Linked DNA regions of Rattus norvegicus: region 1 is linked to region 2. Evidence: chromatin contacts called from public Hi-C data. All regions are on one chromosome and are shown on one strand. Each heading gives the region's core, a stretch centred on a gene start, on an enhancer-like site or on the middle of the called end of the contact. The rest is flanking DNA. Distances are from core to core; before and after follow the strand shown.

Evidence for each region. Hi-C and Micro-C count contacts between places; a contact is called where the count stands out from the background.
Region 1: a Hi-C map of frontal cortex shows a contact between it and region 2, with 1.9 times the contacts expected there. The contact joins two enhancer-like sites. A contact is called at or near these places in 5 of 12 Hi-C or Micro-C datasets (the Rat2 cell line, Schwann cells, frontal cortex and 2 more).

What each region holds. Positions count from the first base shown.
Region 1 is chr6:125,285,622-125,292,056 of GRCr8, reverse strand. No RefSeq gene overlaps it. Among named protein-coding and RNA genes, the nearest start is that of Calm1, 72 kb to the right of the region's middle. Within about 2 kb of position 1,421, at least 25 of the 93 cell types and tissues checked have an H3K27ac peak or open chromatin away from gene starts, as enhancers often do.
Region 2 is chr6:125,231,144-125,237,147 of GRCr8, reverse strand. No RefSeq gene overlaps it. Among named protein-coding and RNA genes, the nearest start is that of Calm1, 17 kb to the right of the region's middle. Within about 2 kb of position 3,312, at least 6 of the 93 cell types and tissues checked have an H3K27ac peak or open chromatin away from gene starts, as enhancers often do.

The DNA of each region.
Region 1 (6,435 bases), core at 172-2,671, 57 kb before region 2:
GAGAAGAGTCTGGTGGTAAAAAGGAGGCCCAGAGACCTGGAAGGAAGGACTCCTGATGAAGAACGGTCACAGAGTCCCACAGTCCAGCAAGGCCACACTTCCCCACAATTCAGATATCGACATATACAAACATATGCAAAGCTGGGGCTCACGATCTGGTCTTCTGTGCTGTCTTCCGGGGCGTATCTGTGAGTGGATACAGACATCTGTGTTTGTATGAGCCGAGAACACCTGCAGGAACAGGGCAGTGTGGTAGTCTGAGGTGCGATTAGAAACCGCAGATCCTTAACTCGGGAGAACAAAAGCGCTCAAAACCACAGCTGGCACGAGGCCCACAAAGGGCTGAGCATCTGTGGCTGGAGGCATGGTCTGGTCAACCAAGTGTGTGTCTGTGTGTGTGCACAGAGAGGAAAAAGCCACACCCAATGGCTGCCACAGACTGCCTCCTAGAAAACTTTGACTCTCCCTGAATTTAAAGCGGAGGTGGGGTTTTTTTTCTTTTTCTTTTTCTGTCTTTTTTTTTTTCCTAGTCACCATAGTGACTAAAAATTCAGGGTGAAGAGCTAAAAGGGAAACAAGACAGCCTCAAAAGCACATGCTTTGTCCTTAGCTTGGTCTAGCCTCATGCTTAGAGAATGCATGCACATGCACATGCACACACACACACATGCACATGCACACACGCACACACACCCTCTGTGTTGCAAACCTAGATAAGGAGTCTGAAAGATGGTATTCTCTTTTCTCCGTAATGACATTTTCCAGAGTCCCTACCATTTGGTGCTTAAGCTCTTTTGCCCTGGGTTCTGGTTCCACGGCTGTGTTGAAGTTGCTTCCCCTGAGGCTACTGGAACACTTGATTAGTGGGGAGGTCAGTAACCATGGTAAGGTGTAGCTCTAAATATCCCCCAAGGGACCCTGAAGAAAGGAGACGGGAGGGTGACAAGCTTGGCTCTCCTGAGACACTACAAGCAAGTGAAGCAGTTGGGTACCACGTGTGTGCCAGCATCTGTCAGAAACCTCAATAAACTTTCATTCTTCCCCTCACCATACATGGGTGAAGAGCTAAGAAAGAAAGCAGTGAGGTCCACCATGAGAAGAAGCATCTTTGGGCCTTGACTCTACTCTGGGGCTCAGGCAGATGGCAGGAATCACAGACCCCTCCACACTTATGTCCAGCTCTGGATTCCAAGGGGGGGGGGAATGGCCTTCTCTGGCTTACCACCCTCAGAGGTCATCTGGGCAGGCGGGCCTCTCTCTGGGCCTTCCCAGACCCTTTCTGTCGTGAGTCTGGCAGGGGCCTTGGTGATGGCACTAGGCCAGAGTCTCTTCCTTCCATGCCCAGGGTCACAGCCAGAGTGGAAACACAGCTGCCTCTGCCAAGTCTCCCCAGCCACAGCCCTAGGGTGAGGTCACTTGGCTTTTGCTCTGTGATCCTCCGCAGGCCAGTGAATCAGACAAGCACTGCCCAGAGTGAGCCTCCAGGGAGAGGTGAGCAAGTGGAAGGGAGGCTCCAGAACTGGCTATGGCTTGGGCAGGCCGCTTGAATTTCCATTTCCTTCCTATTGATTAAGTGATCTCCAGATATCTATTTTCTTCTTTAAAGGGGCAGATGAATTAATATGCATCCCTGGTGGAATGGGGAGCTAGGCTCTTAGTTTGTCTTGTCCACCTCCTCCTGCTCCTTTAACTTGTTTTTGTTTCGTTTTGCTAAGCATGGTCTCACTAAATATTAACTTGGGATCCTTCTGCTAGGAGTACAGGTTTGTGTCACCACATCTGGTTCTTCTTTTATCTTAATAAACCAGAGATAGATGGTTCATTTACTGCCCGAGGCAAATGTGCAAGATACATGCACAAAACCAGGCAGTGGAAATGCCCTCAGAGGCTGCCTGGAGCCCTAGATGCCTTGAGAAAAGACTGAGCAGCTTCAGGAACTATCACAACTGTCCATGAACCCAGGTGTCCTGCCTGTCATCCATGCCTCCTTCTCTTCTTCCCCTTGTCTTCTGTACCATTCTCCCCACCATCACTCACTCCCTCCATCCCCATCCATCCCTCCATCCATCCCTCCATCCCTCCATCCCTCTTGTCTCCCTACTCCCACCCACCCGTCCTTCCATTTATGCAGTCCTGTCTTTCCACTGGCTCATTTGCCCATCCTCTCTACCCAATACGTTCACTGTCTGTATTTTTATAAACACCTACTTGAGCTAGATACTGCTTAGGTTTAAATGGTCACATCTATATTCATGTCTAAATCTGTTATCTGAATAAACCATGAGCCTATTCTAGAAATATCTCAGAGGGAAGAAGGGACTCCAGGACCCCAAGGCGCCGCTTGAGAAATATAATACAGTAGACGTGTTCAGGAGAAGTAGTCCAAGGGGGACTCTCAGCCGTTGGGTGGTCAGAATGGGCTTCCCTGGGCATCCTTGAGAGGTCTGAAGAGGAGAGGTTTATCATGCAGGTAACACAGGCTAAAGGCATAGAAAACTAAAGGCACACAACCATGGAGGCAACTGGGAGGATCCTGAAGGCCAAAGGAAGGCACTGAGTTCAAGGGTTCTGGTTCATGGAGAGGGAAGAGGCAGGCAAGCTAAGCTGAACCTTAGTCTCCAGCGACAAAGAGTCCTTGCTGAGAACCCCAGGCTGGGCCCTGAGAATGCAAGTGTCCCTGGAACACAGATCCACTAGAGTGTAGGGGGGGAGCTTCACAACCGGAACATGTCACTGGAGGCAGAAGATTGTGGAAGGTCACTCTGGTAAGTAGCCAGGGAGAGATGGTGTGGTCTGACCATCAGGGATCAGCTGGAGAGGATGAGAAGAACTGAGTGTCATTTAAGGGACAGAAAAACAAGTTGTGGACAGGCGGTGAGCCTGGTGATTCTGAAGGCTCCTCATGGATCAAAGGATGATGTTGGAGGTCCAGAGCGTAAGAAGACGTGGGGTGGGAGGGTAGGTGGAATTATGGGTGTCTGCATTCTTGAGGACTTTGGAAAGAGAGGACTGACTATCCTCTAATACCTATTAGTTTATCTGCCCAGCGATGCTCTTGGACAAAGGGTGGTCATTCATTCATTCATTTGTTCATTCATTCATCCATTCATTTGCTTTCTTTTACTTGTTTTCTTTTTATTTCTTTTTAAATAAGATTTTTCTGTGTATCCAAGGTTGGCTTCGAACTCACTATATCACTATATTATAGTACTCAGGTTGGCCTTGAACTCACTGCTATCCTCCTGTCTCAGCCTCTTTGGTGCTGGAGATACAGTGTGTACCTCCATAGCCAACTTCCATTTACTTTCAAATTTCTCTATGAACCAAACGAGGGAGGTAACTCAGTTGGTGAAGAGCTTGCCTTGCAAGCAGGAGGACCTGAGTTTGGTGGCCAGAACCTAAGTAAAAGTGGCAAGTGTTCTTATAACCCAGTTCTGGGGAGATAGAGACCAGAGGAGCAGTGGGGTTTATTGGCCAGGCACTCTGGCTTAATGACAGGTTCAGCCTCAAAGGAGATGGACAGCGTTCATGAGGATAATACCTATGTTGCTCTCTGGTCTCCATAAGCCTATGCACTTGAACATGTACAGATATGTATGAGAGAGAGAGAGAGAGAGAGAGAGAGAGAGAGAGAGAGAGAGAGAGAGAGAGAGAGAGAGAGATGCAGAGTTGCATAAAAATTTAAAAAAAAAATAATGTTCCTGAGCAAAATGTTTCTAGCTCAACATAGGCCATGGAATGTATAGCAAACAGGTCACCAAGATCTCTGGCTTCATTCCGGTGACAGCAATCCCCACCCCACCCCCAACCCCAGACAACTCAAGCATCTGCATTATCCCAGAGTCATGAAGCAATCTGCCCAAGGACACACAGTGAGCCAGCAGCCAGGTAGCAGAGACTGGGCAGGGATATGCAGCTAAGCTGGGATTTCAAGAAGTCTGAGGAAACCGTGCCAGCTACAGGGTGAGTCAGCAAATGACTCTTCTGCTAAAGCTCTGGCAGGAGGGGACTGAGGAGGACCTGAAGAGATGACAGCCAAGTGTCTCTGGCCAGAATGTTCGCTGCCCTTGTGGAAGCTGCTGGGTTCCTTCTCCCTCTTTCTGCAGAGCCACTCTCCCATATCCCCTGCTGAATCCTGACTGACTGCTCTGCTTCCTACAGGGCCTTCAGCCTCCACCCCACAGCCACCCGAGCTCTAGGCAGCTACCTTTCTCCTGGGCTTCTGGCTGTGAGCTCTGAAGTCTGACACTTGGCCTCTCTGAGTTTCCTCTACTGCCTTCTTTATAAAATGGGGCAGGGGTGGGGTTCAGGGGAACAGGACTCAGTGGATAAGAGCCCTCACTTTGCAAACCTGGTGACCTGAACTGGAATCCATAAGCATACACACAAAGCCAGAACTGGCAGCAAACATCTGTAGTCCCTGCAAGGCAAGTGATGGTGACAGCAGAATCCAGTAAGTCTCAGTAAGGACACAGATCAGCAGCAGAAACAAGAGAGATCCTGCCTCAAAACAAGGTGGAAGGGAAGGACAGATTCCTGAAAGTTGTCCTCTGACTGACCCATGTGCTATGACCTGAGGGCAGCTTCAGTCACATATACATTAGACACGCGGACAGACACCTGCACATGCGCACACAATGAATGAATGCTACCATCTGGCGCGTGGGTGGGAAGGAGCTTTGGGAACTATGTTGGGCCGTCAGGGTTTGCTGGGCCGACAGCAGCTAAAGCCAGAGCAGTCACATCCTGTGATGATAATGCTTGTGTTTCATGAGGGCTCACCGTGTCCAAACTTGGCAGACATTACGCTGCTTAACCCCACAGCAACTCTGTCTCCTCCCCCATAAAGCAAGAAGCTAAAGCACAGAGGGGCTCAAGAGCTGGTAAATCTGGTCTCACGAAGGCTTGCAGTTAGACCCCAAGAGCGCACAACTCTACATTCCCTCACCGTCTCGCTTGTGCTTATGGTCTGAGGGCACGGCATCTCTTAACAATTTACCCTATGGCCTGAAACCGCCAGGCCAGAGGTCTGCTCAGGGCAGGAAGAACAACCGTTCTTAGTCAGGATTGCTCAGACACACAGGAAGTGGCCTTAGCAAACAGTGACAGGATGAGTGTGGGGCAGTGTTCCAGCTTTGACTGAAGCCTGAATTCAAGCATCCTTCTAAGGACCCATCTGCCGGAGTCCCTCCAGGTTGTAAACTCTAGAAATGGTTCCGATAGGTCTCCAGGTCTCCAGGGATGTCTGAAGGGCATTACACAGAGCATTCTGAAGTTGACTTCTGTCCTCAAGCTTGCCATGTGTGTGTGTGTGTGTGTGTGTGTGTGTGTGTGTGTGTGTGTGCGTGTGCGTGTGCATGTGTGTGTAGTTGTGCATGCATGTGTATATGTATGTATAGATGTCCATGCATGTGTGTGTAGGTGTGCATGAGTGTATGTATGTAGGTGCACATGCGAATGTGTAGGTGTGTATGTGTGTGTATAGGTGCACATGTATGTGTGTGTTAGTATACATGCATGTGTGTAGGTGTGCATGCATGTGTGTAGGTGTGCATGTGTGTGTATATCTGTGCATGCATGTGTGTAGGTGTGCATGTGGATGTCAGGGGTTAGTTAACCTCAAGTGCTATTCTACAATCATCATCTTTTTCACTTATAGATAAGGTCTCTCACTGGTCTGGAGTTCATCAAGAAGGCAAGACTGAATGGACAGTGAGCCCTGGGGAATCTGCAGGCTCCCTTGAGCCTATGTGCAGAAACCAGACATCTTATACTTTGCCTTCTTCCCCGAGACAGGGTCTCTCACTGTTGGGGATCTAAACTCAGGCCTTTATGCTTGCAAAGCAAAGATGTTATCAATTGAACCATCTCCACATTCCCCAAGCCTTCTCTTCTTGCAGCTGTCCCCAGCTCTCCTGACAACTTCTTCTTGCTCAGGCCAAAACTTGAGTCACCCTTGGCTCCCTCTCTGCCTTCCAACCGTGTCTGGTGTCTGCAGACTGTGCTGTTCCTGACTTCAGGATCTGCTGAAGGGATTGCCTCTCACTCCCCAATCTCTCATTTGGGAAACTTCCCTCTGCCCCAGTTTATCCTCAGCACAGGGGCTGCTATGCTTTGGGTAAGTGTATCACGAAGTCCTGCATAGTAAAGGCTTGGAGACTATTGGACTTTTAGTTTCTGGGAGACATTGTACCTTTCCTCTCCCTCTTCTACACTGGACTAGGAGATGATTAGGCTCCCTCAGTCACCTGTGCTCACAGTGCTTTTCCGCGATGCTGTAGGCCCAAAGCAGCAGGCCAGTTAGTCACAGACTACAACTTTTAAAATTCTAAACCAAAATGTGGCTTTCCTCTTTGCAGGTTGTTTTGTCTTCACTACTTGTTATAGCAACAGAGAGCTGTCTAACACAGAAGCTTCCTGAATATAACTCCTCTC
Region 2 (6,004 bases), core at 2,063-4,562:
ACGTTGCCCAATCCTGAGAAACATGAAGATGCTTCCAAAGAGAGTAGAGAAATATGACCGGCAATGGTGAAGGACAGTGTCTGCCTTCTTCCATCACTTGGGAGGTAGAGACAGACAGATCTCTAAGCTCTAGCCAGCCTGGTCTACAAAGTGAGCTCCAGGATGGCCAGTGCAACATAGAGAACCCTGTCTCAACAAACCAAAAAGAAAAAAGAAAAATATCTAATTTCTTGAGGCTGGAGCCTGGACCCATCCCTTCTTATAACAGATCCAGGGGGCTGAAAGGAAGGCCTCACTTTTCAGTGGAGACAGAAGTTTCTATTGCCATCCAAAGTAAGTGGATTCATGCTTGGCTCCCAGTTTGTTTCTTTGAACACTGTCTTAGTCAGTGTCTCGTTGCTGTAAAGAGACCCCACGCTGTGGCAACTCTTATAAAAGAGAGCATTTAAATGGGCCTGGCTTACAGTTCCAGAGGTTTAGTCCATTGTCATCATGGCAGGGAGCATGGTGTCGTGTAGGCAGACAGGTGCTGGAGAAGGAGCTGAGAGTTCTACATCTGGATCCACAGATAGGAGTTACGAAAAGTTATGACACACTTCTCCCAGCAAGGCCACATGTACTCCAACAAGACCACACCTCCTAACCTCTCCCAAGTAGTGCCATTCCCCAACGACTGAGCATTCAAATACATGAGCCTTTTGGGGGCTGCTGGTTTCCCTACAACCACAAGCAACTTGCTCTGACATTTCTATTTCTTTGGGGATCAATTTTCTAGGGTTTATATACTGTCCATAGTTACTAGATCTACATTCTTATACTATATTAGGGGTGGAGTATTATTATTTTTATGCGTGTACTTGTATGTGTGCATGTGTGTGCCCTTGCATACATGCATGGGTCCTTGTGTTCCACAGCATCTATTTGGAAGTCAGAGGACAACCAAGAGTCAATTCCCCCCTACCTCGTGGGTCCTGGGGGTTCAAACTCAGGTCACTCGGCTTGACGTCAACCATGTTTATCTGCTGAGTACGGGATGAGTCAGTATGTGTTTTTTAAACTCCTGTCTAACTTGCGATTATGTCTTTCTTTTGATTTTTTTAACATTTTTTACTAGCCTAGACTCATATTTGCCTAATAATTTTTGTTAGATGAGATATCATATATGAAATAGTGTTTTAAGGTGATAATAATTAATATGAAAATTTAACTAAACCATGAATGGGGAGTGATAAAGGAGGAGTCATAATGCCTAGGAGAAGACATGATCTGTAATGCAAGTGGCTTCAGGGCAGCTCAATCTCTTTGTTTTTTTTTGTTTGTTTGTTTTGTTTTTTTGTTTTTTTGTTTTGTTTTTTTTTTTTCCGGAGCTGGGGACCGAACCCAGGGCCTTGCGCTCACTAGGCAAGCGCTCTACTGCTGAGCTAAATCCCCAACCCCCGCTCAATCTCTTTGTAATATTTGCTCTTCCTCTGGGACTTTTTCTCAGAGCTGGGATTGAACCTGGGGCCCTGTACATACAAAACTCCACCAGTGAGCTACATCCCCAGCCCTACTTGACTTTAAAAAAAAAAAATTCTGTGAGGCAGGCATGGCAGTGCAGGCTTTGAATTCCAGCAGAGCTCTTGAATTTGAGGCCACCCTGATCTACATAGTGAGTTCCAGATGGGCCAGAGCTACAAAGTGAGATGCTGTCTCCAAAAGAGAAAAAAAGAAAAGTGGCAAAACATACAGTTTACAGTTTGGAGCACACGGTTCAGTGGGGTACATACTCTCGCTGATGGGTATCACATCGTCTGTCCTCAGAGGTTCTTCGTCTCGCAAAACTGAAGTCGTAAGGCAATTCAACAGTACCTCCCCATTACCCTGGCCATGGTGCATATGGAGGCGGCACATTCTTCCTTCTGTGTCTATAAATTTTACTGCTCACGAACTTCATACAACTACTATGAACGACCAGCATTTGTCTTTCTTCACATATCTCATGTATCGTGATGTTTTCAAGACTCATCCCTGTCAGATCATGTGACAGATCGTGCAACCTTTAGAAGGTTAAATAACACTCTAGTGTGTACATGCTCACCCACACCTCCACCCTACCCCCCAATGCATGTAGGCCACACATACACCACATCAATGGACACTTGGGTCCATTAAAAATAGGGTTCTGACTACTTTGAATAGTATTCCTGTGAACATGGGAATGCAAATGTCTACCAAGGACCCACTCTCAGCTCTGTGGGGCATTTACTTAGGAAAGAAATTGCTAGATGAATTGTAATTCCACTTTCAATATCTGACTAAACAATACGCTGTTCCTTACCCTTTTGAATTGCCTTTGTTGACTTTTTATTTGCATCTGGGTTTTGATCTGCAGACTTCATTTAATCTTAAACATCTTGTAGGCTTTCATTAGGATTTCTTATCGACCCATTCAGTTGGGTTGAATAACTTTGTTTCCACCAAACAAAAAGCAAAACTCCTCAAACAATGGAGATGTGCCTTCCAGGATTTTGAAATCCGGTAATTTAGACCTTTGAACATTGTGGACTTCAAACCTGAGGACAAATCACGAGAATACAATACCCTCACCATTATAGTTAATTTCTACTGCCATGACTTAGACAACTTATAAAATAAAGCATTTAATTGGGGCTCACAGCTCCAGAGGGTGGTAGAATATATGACCATTCTAACTCATGGAAGATGTGTGGAAACCCTCCCATCCACGCACTGTGGGTGAATCACCACAGAGGGAAGAGGCAGTTCGACAGCCGCTCTGGTTTAATGTAGCTCCTGTTGGTTCCTTGGGATATAACAGTGAAAGCGTCCAGAGTTTAGTATTCTGACACATAACCTGCCAAGCTTATGGAGAGGGTCGCGGAGCCTCCAGCACCAGGCGAACATCTGGCTCATTTTCTCAGTGGGGTCCATCTGTAATGTCTGCAGCATTTGGGGCATGGGAGGATTTGGTACTATCTGAGGATGACAGAGTCACCCAGGCCTGGAAGAGGTTGGGATTTAGGCTTCTCCTTCCTCTGTGAACATCCACTTAGCTGTCCCACCCCTGGCCAGTCTCTTCCTGCTCCTCGTCGGTAACTCCTGTGGTTCTATCAGACATTGACTAATTCTTTTTTTTTTTTTTTTTTTTTTGGTTCTTTTTTTCGGAGCTGGGGACCGAACCCAGGGCCTTGCGCTTCCTAGGCAAGCGCTCTACCACTGAGCTAAATCCCCAACCCCAGACATTGACTAATTCTTGAGAGATGCTCATAGCTCTAAGCCTGAAGTGCTTCTCTAGTGTGGCTGGATGAGTCCCAAACTTCTCTAGCACCATGGGAAGTGAAGCCATCTGCTCCTGTCTCACTGCCTGTCTTCTCTGCCAAAGTCTTGAATCTTCAGCTTTAAAAAAAGAAAGAAAGAAAGAAAATCACCTGATACCCTTCAATAGTCAAGCTCTTCAGATTCCAACTCAAGGTCAAACTCCTTGTGGGAAGCCCAGAAGTAGGCGATGAGCCAAGAGTTGGCCAAATCAAAGTGAGCTGTGATGCTTTGCAGGGAGGAGAAACTTGGTCAGGGCACAGCTGTTCAAACAAGGTAAATACTTTAACTCAGCTTTCCAAACACTTCTGGGTCTTTGCAGTCAGCCTAGCACCTGCAACCGTGTGAGAATTCATCATGTACTCCCTTAGCTGTTTCTTTTCTAGTGGAAGATCCATTTGATCAAAGGGAAGAGGGTGAGTGTGGTAGCTTGGGTGAGAATGGCTCCCCCGTAGGCTCATATGTTTAATAGAACTATTTGGGAAGGACCAGGGGGTGTGGCCTTGTTGGAGGAAGTGCTTCACTGGAGACTGACTTCAAGCTTTCAACAGGCCAGGCCATCCTCAGTCAGTCTTCTCCCCACCTTGTGCTTATGGGTCAGTGGTCAGTTCCCAGCAATGGTCCACAGCCATGCTTCCTGCCATGATGGTCACAGACTCTGCGACCCTCTGGAACCAAGAGACCCAATTAAATGACCTCTTTTATAAGTTGCCTTGGTCATAGTGTTTGGTCACAGCAAGAGAAAAGTAACCAAGAAGCTGTTAATTATAGCATATTGCTGTAATAGGCCTTACCATGCTGGTTTTTTGATAAATGATGAAGATTTTGGGACTTTTTGAACTAAAAAAAAAAGTGGTTGAAAGCCATAAGTGGGCCTTAACGGGCTATCACAGTGTACTGGCTAGTTTTGTGTGTCAACTTGACACAAGCTAGAGTCACCAGAGAGGAAAGAGCCTCAGTTGAGGAAAGGCCTCCAGGAGATCCAGCTTTAAGGCATTTCCTCCATTAGTGATCAGTGGAGGAGGTCTCAGCTCTTTGTGGATGGTGCCATTCTTAGGCTAGGCTGGTGGTTCTGGGTTCTAGAAGAGAGCCCCTGAGCAAGTCAGTAAGCAGCATCCCTCCACGGCCTCTGCTTCAGCTCCCGCCTCTAGGATCCTTTCCTATTTGAGTTCCTGTCCTGACTTCCTTCAATGATGAACAGCAATGTGGAAGTGTAAGCTGAATGAACCCTTTCCTCTCCACCTTCCTTTTTGGTCATGGTGTTTCATTGCAGCAATGGAAACCCTAGCCAAGATACATAGTAAGACCCTGTCAGACAGTAGTGCTGAGAACAATATAAATTATGGAGGCATAGCTTAGACGTTTCCAGAGGGGAACAGTATTAACAACTGGGACAGAGATCATTTCTGTGATAATTTGGCTGGTGTTTGTCCTAACAATCTGCTTGAATCTAAACTGAAAAGTTTTGGCCTAATTTCATTGGCGGTGGAGACACCAAGGCAACCTAGTATTAGTGAGCCACCTGGTGATTAGTGATCACTCTTTTTTTTTTCTTTTCTTTTCTTTTTTTTTTTTCTCGGAACTGGGAGGAACTGGGAATCGAACCCAGGGCCTTGCGTTTGCTAGGCAAGCGCTCTACCACTGAGCTAAATCCCCAACCCCTAGTGATCACTCTTATGCAGATCTACAATACAAAAGGAGGAAGCAGAACAAGAAGAAATACAAAATCAGTTCCAGGAGAAAAAAAGACGAGAGAATGTAAGGTTGGAGCCAAGACTTGTGCTCAAAGACACAGGACGTTTAAAGAAAGGCCTGATGTGAAATGAAATGGAATAAAGGGGGGTGTGTCCTCTGGGAAAGACCTCACCCAGCTAAGCTTTGAACTTGTAAAAACAAAATGCTCCGGGAATATTCTGCTCCTGAAGTAAAGCAAGGCTTTTTGAAAATCATCAATGAATCAACGCTTGTGCAGATTCTGCCTTAAGCAGGCGGCATGAAGTTGACGATATTGGTCACCTGGCTCTGGCTTTGGAGTCAGGAAGGATAGATACAAAGCAAAGGGGTTGTGGAATCTTTCTCCATGGTGAAGGAAAGCCATTGAGGTCAGGTGTGGTGTGTGTGTGTGTGTGTGTGTGTGTGTGTGTGTGTGTGTGTGTGTTCTAGAGGGGATATTGTGTCGATCAGTAAAGGTGAAGCTTAAATTGCACGGGAGACCACAAGATGCTGGAGTTGCCAGAGCCAGGGGGATGTCTGCCAGGAAGAACCGCAGATAGGGAGTGGAAACAGCCCACGGGAGAGAAGTGTGTTACAGTCAGCAAAGCCAGAAGGTTGAGCCAGGAGTTCTTTGATATCAGACATGGAGTTAGAGAACTTGGAGTTTGCCCTGCTGGGTTGTAGACTTGCTTTGATCCACCATTTCCTCACCGTGTCCCTGTTCCTCCCTTTTGGTATGGTGAGGTATATTCACCACCATTGAATGTTGGGAGTGTGTAAGTTGCTTTTTTTTTTTTTTTTTAAATTTTACAGGAGGCAACAGTGAAGAGATTGCTGTGAGTCTCGGAAGAGACTTTGGACTTTTAAACAGTCTTGGGACTGAATGACAGTGAGGAGTTTTGAACTTGGACTGAATTAATTTTGCATTCTGATGTGGCCACAAGCCTGTGGGGACCAGGAAGTAGAATGTAGTTTG